3 separate regions of the Rattus norvegicus genome follow, and all the other regions are linked to region 2. The links are chromatin contacts, called in public Hi-C maps. All regions are on one chromosome and are shown on one strand. Each heading gives the region's core, a stretch centred on a gene start, on an enhancer-like site or on the middle of the called end of the contact. The rest is flanking DNA. Distances are from core to core; before and after follow the strand shown. Region 1 overlaps Arhgap26 (Rho GTPase activating protein 26). Region 2 holds the start of Nr3c1 (nuclear receptor subfamily 3, group C, member 1). Region 3 overlaps Arhgap26 (Rho GTPase activating protein 26).

Region 1 (3,243 bases), core at 571-3,070, 130 kb after region 2:
AGAGCTGGGGGGTACACAAGAGTCCCAGGACATCTGACCTGTACCTGCAGTCTGAATTGTGCTTACGCCTGCCTCGGTACTCTGGCTGGTGAAGCACTCAGTAAGTGGTGGGCAGGCTGACCCACACCGGTGTCCAATGTGCTACATACACACGGTGCGTTACTAGGAGCTGCCTGGGTGACAGTCTAGCCCAGTGAGCATATCATATGAGCCGAGACTGACTTGGGCCCAACTTCTCTCTCTGCTAAAGCCTTGAGTACAACACAGGTTCCTGTACAGGCATAACCTGGTACAGCACAGGTGCCCTGTTCACTGTGGACAATGAGTGAGTGTGTGACTAAGATCTCTAATGGCTGACTACCCCAGGGAAGACACCTCCACTGGGGAAGTTAAGGAACATGTGTGATTAGCAGGCATCTACTTATTACATAAATGTCTTACAAGCGGCTATCAGGGCCCAGACACTGTGCTGTGTTCTCATACATGTCCCCTTAGGGTAGTGACAGATTATCAATAAATGTAGTGAAAGGGAGGAGGGAGAGAAAGAGAGAGAGAGAAAGGAGAGGGAAGGGGAAAAATTGGGTAGAGGGAAGGAACTCAGAAAGTTACAACCCAAAGGTTCTCATGGTATCAGCCAGGAGTGCTTAGAGCAGATATAAGGCCCTAAGACACAGAAAGCGAGATATGCCCTCAGAACAGTGGTCTGTAAGCTCCGTATAAAGAGCCACAGTGTATGGCCAAGTATAGAAAACGTAAAAACAAAACCGTGGGTGGCTGTGCGCCAATAAAACCTTAATTACAGAAGCGGCAGTTGACTGGAAGTTTGTGGAGATGTGCTCTGAAGCTGTGCTGTGTGAAGGGAGATGTGTGCACACACATGTGCAAGTGTGTGTAGAAGCCACAGTTCAGTATTGGCGCCTTCCACGGTCTTCCTCCATCTTATTTCCTGAGACAGTGTCTCCCATCAAACCCGGAGCCCATGAATTCGGTTAGAGAAGATGCTAACAAGCAGCCGCCTGTCTCTGTCTCCCCAGCACTGATTACAGATCCTCTACCACATTTGCTCTGGCCCAGGGTGCTAGGCCCGAGGACCCACAGGACAACTGGGTTACACATACTGATCTGTCTCCCAGACTCTCATCTCAAAACTTGAAAAGAGTATCCCAGGAATCCAATTTTGGCTACCACCATGTGATTTTTCTGGGTACCGCTGATCATATTGCTTCCAGATGAATGATATTCCTGAGAACACAAATTACTTCTCTTTCCAGTTACCGTCTAAGGTGCTGCTGGAGCGGGCAGTTTCCTGGTAGATTGGCAAGAGCTGACACTGGAAATATTTCCCAGTATTACATATCTATCCCCTGCTACACAGAGGCCAGGAGCTGACTAAGCACCACTCCAGAGTCAAAGTTTGGGCCCTGAAATCCCAAGGCAGAGAGATTAATGTTATGAAACCTTGGACTTTCACCTCCACACCCTTTCCTTTCCTTCCTTATCCCACACAGAAAGCACACACATGACAGCGGCATACGTGTTCAAAACCTGTCAGTAGGAACCTTAAATGCGACAGCTGCAGAGAAAATCCAGGCTACTGACAAAGGCTTTACCTCAGCTCTCCAGAGTCAATATAGGAGCAACAGAAAATGGTCATTTTACCTACTGTCATTATTTCCTTCTAGGATGACTGATTTCTCCAACAGAGTGAAAAGAAATTTTTCCTCTACAATAGGACCCAGTGAAATATCACCAGGCAAAGCAGTCTAGAAAGTGGATTAGCATCTGTCCAGGGCCAGGGATATAGCTCAAAGGACAATCACGCAGTGCAAACCTGATGACCTGTGTTTGAACCCCAGCACCTCTATTAAAGCCAGTGGTGTGCCAGGTAAGGTGGGAGGCAGGGAGAACTGGCTGGAGGCCAGACTGGAGTCTGGAGCACACAGCAGAAACAAGAGAGATGCTGTGTCACAAAAAGGTGGAAGGAACTGACTCCAGACATGTTGTTCTATGACCTCCACGTGTGTATCATGGCATGAGCATGTCCACAGTCACATGCATGCACACAATGGCAGCATAAGAGAACTGTGCAGGGTTCCTGGAGATCGCAGGAGCCTGTGGGAAGGGAACCACTCTTACTATGTGTGTCTTTACAGGGTTTGTGGTGGTTCCCTGGTGGCGTCAGGAGTGGCAGCAGGAGGTGGCAGTGGTTCTCCAGAACCGCTGAGCAGAGCACCCCACTGGGAAGTAAAAATCATGGTGGTGCTTGCCTGACTTCTTGTTGTTCTGAAAGGAAACTTAAAAATGAAAGGAGGGGAATGCAAAGGGGTACAAGCTCCTTGTAAAAATAGCCTGGCATTTCCTCAAACAGTAAATATGGAGTTACCATGCGATCCAGCAATCCCAGGAGAACTCGTTTTTAAAACACTCAAACATGAATGTCAACAGAATATCATTTTTAACAGCGGAAAAAAGAAAGAGCCATCCAGATACCCCAGCAGCTACCTGTGGATGTTCAGGTAAAAGGTGGTGCAGCCACACAATGAGATACTACTTGGCCATAAAAAGAAATAAAGTGCAGATACATGTTACAACATGGATTAATGGGAAAAAACATCATGTAAAAAAAAAGAAAATTCTGTTTCAAAGACCACAAATTATATAATTGTATTTGTATGAAATGCCCAAAGCCTAAAACAGGCCAATATTTGGAGACAGAATATAGGTTAGGTAGTTCCCTTGGGCTGTATAGAGAAAGTTTAGGGGGAAACTAGCATGATTGCACATGTGTGTGTATGTGTGGGGTGTGTGTGTGTATGTATGTGTGTATACGTGTGTACACGTGTGAGTGTGCGTGTGTGTTATCCTGGAATTAAAGAATGGCGAGAGTCGAATAACTCTGAATATACCGCTCACCCGTGACAGGGGTACAGCTGCTCCAGCAGTGATGCCCACTCTGATTTGTCTGCTGGGGAACCTGCACCATGTACTGGTGGTGCACAGCTGCTCTGTGCAGGGCACACTGACCATGACATGGTTCGGCACAGTCTTCAGCTGACCTGTTAGACATGTCAGTCTGCTAGACTTGCAAGCATCAGCTGCTGGCAGGAGAGGTGGCTGCACCAGCCATTTCATATGCTCTGATTATTAAAGCTCCAAGAAGAAAGTCAACAGAGCCAATACTTTAGGACAGTATTCTGGACTTGGGGAAGCATCGAGGTGGACCTTAGGCTAATCAGGACACAT
Region 2 (3,272 bases), core at 435-2,934:
CTCCAAGAGGTCAGGCAGAGGAGACCGCCCTTGGAGTCGAAGTGCGGCGCGAGCCGCTTCTGCCGCCCGCCGCGGGAGGGCATGAGGTGGAGTCATGGCCACCTCCGCTCTAATCAGAAGTGCCAAGCGCTGGCACCTGTGGGGGAGCAAAAGTTACTTCCTTGCACCCCAAAGCAACACCGTAACACCTTTCCCGGAGTCCCCCAAATCCTAGCCTATGGCATGAGGTAGAGGGGCACGGTCCCGGCGTCGCCCCAGCCTGCCTAACACAGAGGACACCCGAGGGGCAGGTACTGCGCGGCCGCACAGTCACCCTACGCCCCTTTCCTGTCCTAGGGGGACCGGCCATGTGTTTCTCTTGGAGACCCGGGGACTCGTATTGGGCACAGCTGGACGGAGCTAAAAGCTGACGTTTTAAAGATGCATGTTTTTGTTTTATTTGGAGGGACAGAGGGGTCCCTGGAACCCAGAAAGCTGAGCAAGGCACCGAGCCTGGAGCAGCAAATGTCAAGATTCGGGGGAGGGGCCTCCGCGGGGAGCTTGGATGCTGGCCCCGAAGGGGGTGGAAGGAGAGGTCAGGAGTTTGGGTAAGAGGAGGGCGGACTTCAGCAGCAACTTACTATTCGGTCTGCAACTTGCTTCTAGGCCTGCACACACCCCCTCCCGCCCCGCAAGGCTTCCTTAATCACAATTTTTTTTTTAAGTGCAAAGAAACCCAGCTCTCTGAGAGGGTTTTGCATTCGGCATGCAACTTCCTCCGAGTGTGAGCGCGCTGGCAGGCGGGGAGGGAGCGGTGGGGGTTGAACTTGGCAGGCGGCGCCTCCTGCTGCCGCCGCCGCCGCCGCCTCTCAGACTCGGGGAAGAGGGTGGGGGACGATCGGGGCGCGGGGGAGGGTGGGTTCTGCTTTGCAACTTCTCCCGGTTGCGAGCGAGCGCGCGCGCGGCGGCGGCGGCGGCGGCTGCAGACGGGGCCGCCCAGACGCTGCGGGGGTGGGGGACCTGGCGGCACGCGAGTCCCCCCCCGGGCTCACAGTATGTATGCGCTGACCCTCTCCTCTGCGCTCCCCTCCCCAGGCCTCCCCAGAGGGCGTGTCTGCAGTCCTGCCCCGAGAGCAAGCGGCCAGGGCTCTGCGGCACCGTTTCCGTGCCATCCTGTAGCCCCTCTGCTAGTGTGACACACTTCGCGCAACTCCGCAGTTGGCGGGCGCGGACCACCCCTGCGGCTCTGCCGGCTGGCTGTCACCCTCGGGGGCTCTGGCTGCCGACCCACGGGGCGGGCTCCCGAGCGGTTCCAAGCCTCGGAGCTGGGCGGGGGCGGGAGGGAGCCTGGGAGAAGAGAAACTAAAGAAACTCGGTTTCCCTCCCAGGCCAGGTCGGCACCCGCTGCCGCACTTTTTCTCGTTCCTTGGGTGGGGAAAGGCGAAGCCGCGCGCGCCCCAGCGAGGCGATGCCCTGAGCCGCGGGCTTGCAGGCGCCGTCGGGGCCGGGCTGGCGGGTACCGCGCGCTGGGAGAAAAGAGGGCGAGGGCCACGGGCGCCCTTGCAGTTGCCGACAGTCGCCAACAGGTTGCACCGTTCCCCGCGGCCGCCGCGCGGCCCCTCGGGCGGGGAGCGGCCGGGGGTGGAGTGGGAGCGCGTGTGTGCGAGTGTGTGCGCGCCGTGGCGCCGCCTCCGCCCGCCCCTCGCTCGGTCCCGCTCGCCTGCCGCGGCCGGGCGGCCCTTTCGCGTGTCCGCGCTCCCCCCCCTCCCCTCCGCCTCCTCCATTTTGCGAGCTCGAGTCAGTGCCTGGAGCCCGAGTCGCCGCCCGCCCGTCGGGGACGGATTCTAAGTGGGTGGAACAAGACGCCGCAGCCGGGCGGCGCGGCGCCGGGACGGGGGACGCGCGCGGGAGACGGGAGCGGCGCGGGGGCCCGGCTTGTCAGCCGGGAACGGGTGACTTTCAGCGCTAGGGGCTCTCCCCTCCCCCATGGAGAAGAGGGGGCGACTGTTGACTTCCTTCTCCGTGACACGCGCGCCTCCCGCGTCCGCACGCCGACTTGTTTATCTGGCTGCGGTGGGAGCCGCGAGCGGGCGAGCGCGCGGGTGCTGAGGTGAGCGGGGGCTGGGCGAGCGGGCGAGCGGGCGCCCGCGCTGAGGTGAGCCGGACTGGGCGCGCTCCCCTAGGGGCTCGGCAGCCGGGGCGGCCGGACTTGGCAAACTTTTGCCAGCCCGGGGTTGGGGGTGGAGGCTGGCGAGGGCAGGGTGACGGTGACGAAAGGGCCTTGGCGGTGACAGCGCTGGCGCTTCCTCTCCCCGCACCGCCATCCCTGGCCCAGCGCGCTGCCCCGCCGTGGAGCCTCGGGCGCCCGGGCGGGAGTCTGGCGTCCTTTTTGGTTTTGCTTTTGCCGCAAGCCCTCGGGTCTTCGCTGTCCTCGGAGCCGCCGAGACACCCGCTTTTCCCGGGGGGCAAGGTAGAGCGCCGTCTGGGACCGGCGGGCTCAGGGCGCGCGGCTCCGGGCTGCGGGCTTGTAGGGTGGATTGGGGCTCACAGCCTGCAGCCCAGACTTCGCCCGCCCGGCCTTATCTGCTAGAAGTGGGCGTGCCGCAGAGAACTCAACAGGTCTGGACACATTTCTCCCTTCACCTCCCACCTTTCTCCCTCCTTCTCCCCCAACCCCACCCCCGACAACTTGGGCGCTAGCTTTGGGGCATGATTTCGCGCCTGACTTTTCTGAGTGGTCCCCTTTTAGAAAGAGACCCTCCCTAGCCGCAGTTTTTGATGCAGCGATTTTTTTTTTTTTTTTTTGACAAGTGCTACTTTGACATTTGAGGTTGCAGCCTCGGTAATTGCAGCCTTACCACTTAAGACCCTGGGCAAGGTTCGTGTGACTAATGTCACAGGGTTATTTACAGTTTTAACTGGGGGATAAATGTCGCTTAAGGGAGCATCTTGTTTTATGAAGTGTTACGGTTTCGGGCTGGAAGGGGCAGTTGTCAAAAAAGCAGGTCTGAAAATTCTTTAAGGTCTATTAGATATCTTACATTTAGAGATCCTTATCAAAGGCATAGGACCGACCGGGGTTCTGAGAGAGAAGCCCTTTACAGGGAAGAATCCTAGGGTAGGTTCCACCCCTCTCCACCTTCCCTGAATTTCCCTTTCAGAGAAGGTGGTCATACTTAATGTCTTGGTACAGGAAAAGTTTACCATTGTATTGGGGATCCCAAATATATTTGTCATAGTCTTTGCCAGCCCCTCAAAACATTTTGATTATTACTAACATACTAGCAATCTGG
Region 3 (3,631 bases), core at 336-2,835, 210 kb after region 2:
AAATAACTGGAACCTCAGAGGATGGTTTCTGAATCTTCCTACCAAGTACCTCACCTGCAGACAGCAGAAGGGCTGCCCAACTGTTATCAAACTGCAGGTACTATGAAGGAGAAATGGGAGTGTAACAGAGCTCTAAAGAGATCAGAGAGACAGACAGACAGAGGAGGAGATGAGCTTCCCTATGCAGGACTTGCCCAGTGTTTAACAAAGGTGAGGTATGCATGCATGTGCACATACTGTATGTTTATGTTCACCTAGCGTGAGCCTTCAAACAGTACAGGCTCTGTGACAGACAGGGGTCACAACAAACATATGTCAGACGAACAGTGAGTGTCCACTGTCAACATCTGAGCTCAACTCTAGCCACGTGCACAAATTAAGAGGGAAGCCTAGAGTGGGTCAAAATTGAGAGGGAGCCAGGTCTGTGAACTTGACATTTTCTGCAGGTGGTCCACAAGTAATTCTGAGATGGAATGAAGAGGAATACTTTTAACTTAGTAGCTAGGAACTTGTCTTACCATATAGTACAGGAAAATGTAATATGTACATCAAAATTCATGTTTTCAGGCAGGTCAAAAACCAGAGTTGAGGCTGTGCAAATAAGTGAGTTGCTTTAAGATCAATTTAAAATGTGTTAAACAAGCAGTACGCACTAATACTCTGGGTGTGGCCCAAACAGTAAGAGGAGATTGGTATAAATGATTGAAATTTGGGAGGAACTGAGCTAGGTTTGTGACGAGATAATTTGAAGGATGTGATTCTAAGGAAATATACAAACTGCTCTCACGGATGGCCTGTATACTCCTTACCTGTGCTTTTGCTCCACAGGTTGCTTTGACAAAGCATTCTGCCTTTGTCAATAAAGTGAACAAAAAGGAGGGTGAAGTGTACAAAAACTTTATAGTTTTTGGTGACAGTGACTAGAAAACACAATTACATCAAAACTTCCCATCTCCTGGCCCATACCTCCTTTCACCGTCTACTCTGAAGTCCCTGCTTAGCTTCCCACAGCAGCCTGTCACCATTCCATTTCTCAGAAGAAAATAAGTGCCCAAATGCTTTATTTTTACTATAAAATATGCATAGTTTTATATTCACATACGCCAGCCAAACAATGCACACACAGACATAGATACAAATATATACATGCACACGCAGTTTCCTACTGAAATGCCTTTCAGAGAAGCTAGACCTTCTACTAGTATCCAAGCAGCTGGAGATCGCAACCCTAGTTCCTGTCACTGGGAGGAAGCTCTATTGCTTCATTGTCTACACCAGCACACAGCAGCCCGTTCTATGGCTTAGACAGGCCTACTTTCACACGTCCTTAACTTTGACTTCTGCCTCCTGAGATAAACACTAATCTCAGTCAAAGATCTAATTGATTTTCACCTCATCTCCCTCTCCTGCCCTCAATGCTGTAAAGTGTGCTTCAGGACCGGGTCCAAGGCTGCTGCCACTCTAGGCTGACCACAGCCCAGCACTACCTGAAGCCTGGGGAAATGACCGACACAGCCTGCCTTGTCCCCGGCTGCACTGCATACTGCTTAGCAGGAAACCTCAGTTGACCGGGCACTCCTGGAAACCTGAGAAGCACATTACCCTGTAGCCTGATGCCTTATTCCCTCAGCAGATGGGGATGAGGTCAGTCCTGTTCCAAGTGTTCCCTAGTACACGCAGAGGAGCCCAAGTTCTCAGCAGACTATGGAGAGAATGCTGCCCCCCACCCACACCCCCACCAGATGTTCAAGAACATGGGCTACGCTTAGGAACTGATACAAAGGAAATGACCTGAGCAGACAGGAACAAATTTAAATGTAAGAATGATAACAGTAACTTTACTTATGAAAGCAAAGTATTCAATACAATCCAAACGGTGCTAACTCCTAAGGTGTGGCCTTACTATGGGAAATCAAAACATCTTTAAGTGCAATGAGGTTTCAAGGGCAGAAAACGTTTGTTTTTATGAATTATGGTAAGAAAGAGGCCTTTACTTTTCAATATAAAAGTATACAAACCTTGAGAGAGAAAACAACACGATACAATGCAGATATGAGCCCTTTCCTTCCTAAGGTAAGAGGGTAGCTGTCCTCTCTGTGCCTCTGCTCACAGAGGTCAGTCTTCATAGTCATAGGAGTCATCGTCACCATTCAAGTGTCCCCTGATGACCCATCCTGCTGCTGGCACACCAGACACGTGTTAATTTTCATAGTAGCCCTAAGCCGTCCAGCAGAGCTCAAGGCCTCAATTCTTACACTGCATACATCTCTGCTTACAGAACAGGCCCAGTCCCTGATCTCTGCAACAAGCTGAGACTTGGGGAAACCACGATCCCTAACCAGCCAGAATATGAGACTGAGGCTTACTAAAAGTCATCCATACTCATCCATGGGGGCAGCCTTCCCACTGGGGCAATCTGGAGCTTTCTGACAGGACATGATACACACTTCCCTGTGAACATCACTGTTGGAAGCACTCAAGCTGAGCTCCTTACAGACCAGGCCTTTTTCTCATGTCCCGAGACCATGAAGGCATCATGTAAATGTCAGTTGAGTGTTGGGACTGGCCTTGTCTTGTGTCAGGTGCTGTAATGACTAATTTTGTTAATCCTCAGGTCTGCCCTCTAGGGTGAGCACTATTATTCCTCCTACAAATAAACTGAGGAGGAAGGAGGCAAAAGCTCTCTCCTGTGGTAAAGCTGGTAGGAAAGCCAATACTGGCTGACCTCCAATAGATCGTGAGACCTTCCCTCCAGTGATGGATTAACTGCTTCTTCTTTGTTTTGAGGCTGGTTTGTGCTGTGTAGCTGTGGCTAGCATGGTTCATTTTATGTGGATGAGGCTAGCTTGAGACTTAAAGAAATCCTCCCCTGTTGCTTCTGCCTCCCAACTGCTAGGACACACGTTTCTTGTCACAAAAATTGAAATATGACTGTACTCTTCTTCTTGAATCACAGAGGAAGTAATTCTTTAATTCGGTAATTAATTCTAAGAATTTTAAGGTGTCAACACAGAGAAGAGTAAGAGTAAGCAGAAGGCCCTGCTTCCCATGGCACGTGCTGTGGACATATGACCCCCAGTAGTAATTCCACAGCAAGTTAGGGGAGTAGGGCCTCAGGCAGGCCCACAGTCAAGGCCCTGCTATGCAACAGGGAGAGCAGGATCAGGTTCTTGCCCAGACACCTGTTTCAGCAATTGAACCAAGCAGGACACAAGGAGCCAGAGTCTTCAGGACACAAAGGCCAGCAGCACACAGTAAGGCTAATGATGTCCACAGCAATCCATAGAGGCAACAGGGATGTCTCCACATACCACTCTGTCCATGGGCATCAGACACTCACGTTTTTCTGTGGACGGCACAGCATGGAAGAGTGTCAGGGGCCTCTCACTGCAGGATGGGGGCTTGGAGTCGCTGCTTTTCTTCCGGGACAGGTGTAGCTGGGCGTTGGTGAGGGGCACATCAGGCACCGTGTTGAATATCTGCACATCAGGGTGACAAGAAATTACACAGTTCTGTGAGCTAGGAAGAAAGCTAAGGCCTGCATCATTTTGACCAGGGGCTCAGTGGTGACTTAGAACAGGGAGGAAAAGCTGGGAAAGACCTCCAGCATTTGTAGGTCTTCATGGAGACG

What was found. A called contact is a pair of places that touch in the nucleus more often than the background predicts.
Region 1: a contact with region 2 is called in a Hi-C map of liver, with 10 times the contacts expected there. The contact joins the enhancer-like site here to the promoter of Nr3c1 in region 2. A contact is called at or near these places in 8 of 12 Hi-C or Micro-C datasets (the A7r5 cell line, the Rat2 cell line, Schwann cells and 4 more).
Region 3: a contact with region 2 is called in a Hi-C map of psoas muscle, with 3 times the contacts expected there. The contact joins the enhancer-like site here to the promoter of Nr3c1 in region 2. A contact is called at or near these places in 4 of 12 Hi-C or Micro-C datasets (the A7r5 cell line, frontal cortex, mammary epithelial cells and 1 more).

The regions. Positions count from the first base shown.
Region 1 is chr18:31,477,483-31,480,725 of GRCr8, reverse strand. All of the region lies in intron 22 of Arhgap26 (Rho GTPase activating protein 26), which reads right to left. Among named protein-coding and RNA genes, the nearest start is that of Nr3c1, 130 kb to the left of the region's middle. Within about 2 kb of position 1,820, at least 1 of the 93 cell types and tissues checked has an H3K27ac peak or open chromatin away from gene starts, as enhancers often do. A contact at or near this core is called in liver, where this site is marked.
Region 2 is chr18:31,611,851-31,615,122 of GRCr8, reverse strand. It overlaps Nr3c1 (nuclear receptor subfamily 3, group C, member 1), which reads left to right and starts at 1,684. Exons shown (of 9, transcript NM_012576.3): 1 at 1,684-2,089.
Region 3 is chr18:31,400,100-31,403,730 of GRCr8, reverse strand. Arhgap26 (Rho GTPase activating protein 26) reads right to left here. Exons shown (of 23, transcript NM_001395140.1): 19 at 3,341-3,479. Among named protein-coding and RNA genes, the nearest start is that of Nr3c1, 210 kb to the left of the region's middle. Within about 2 kb of position 1,585, at least 5 of the 93 cell types and tissues checked have an H3K27ac peak or open chromatin away from gene starts, as enhancers often do.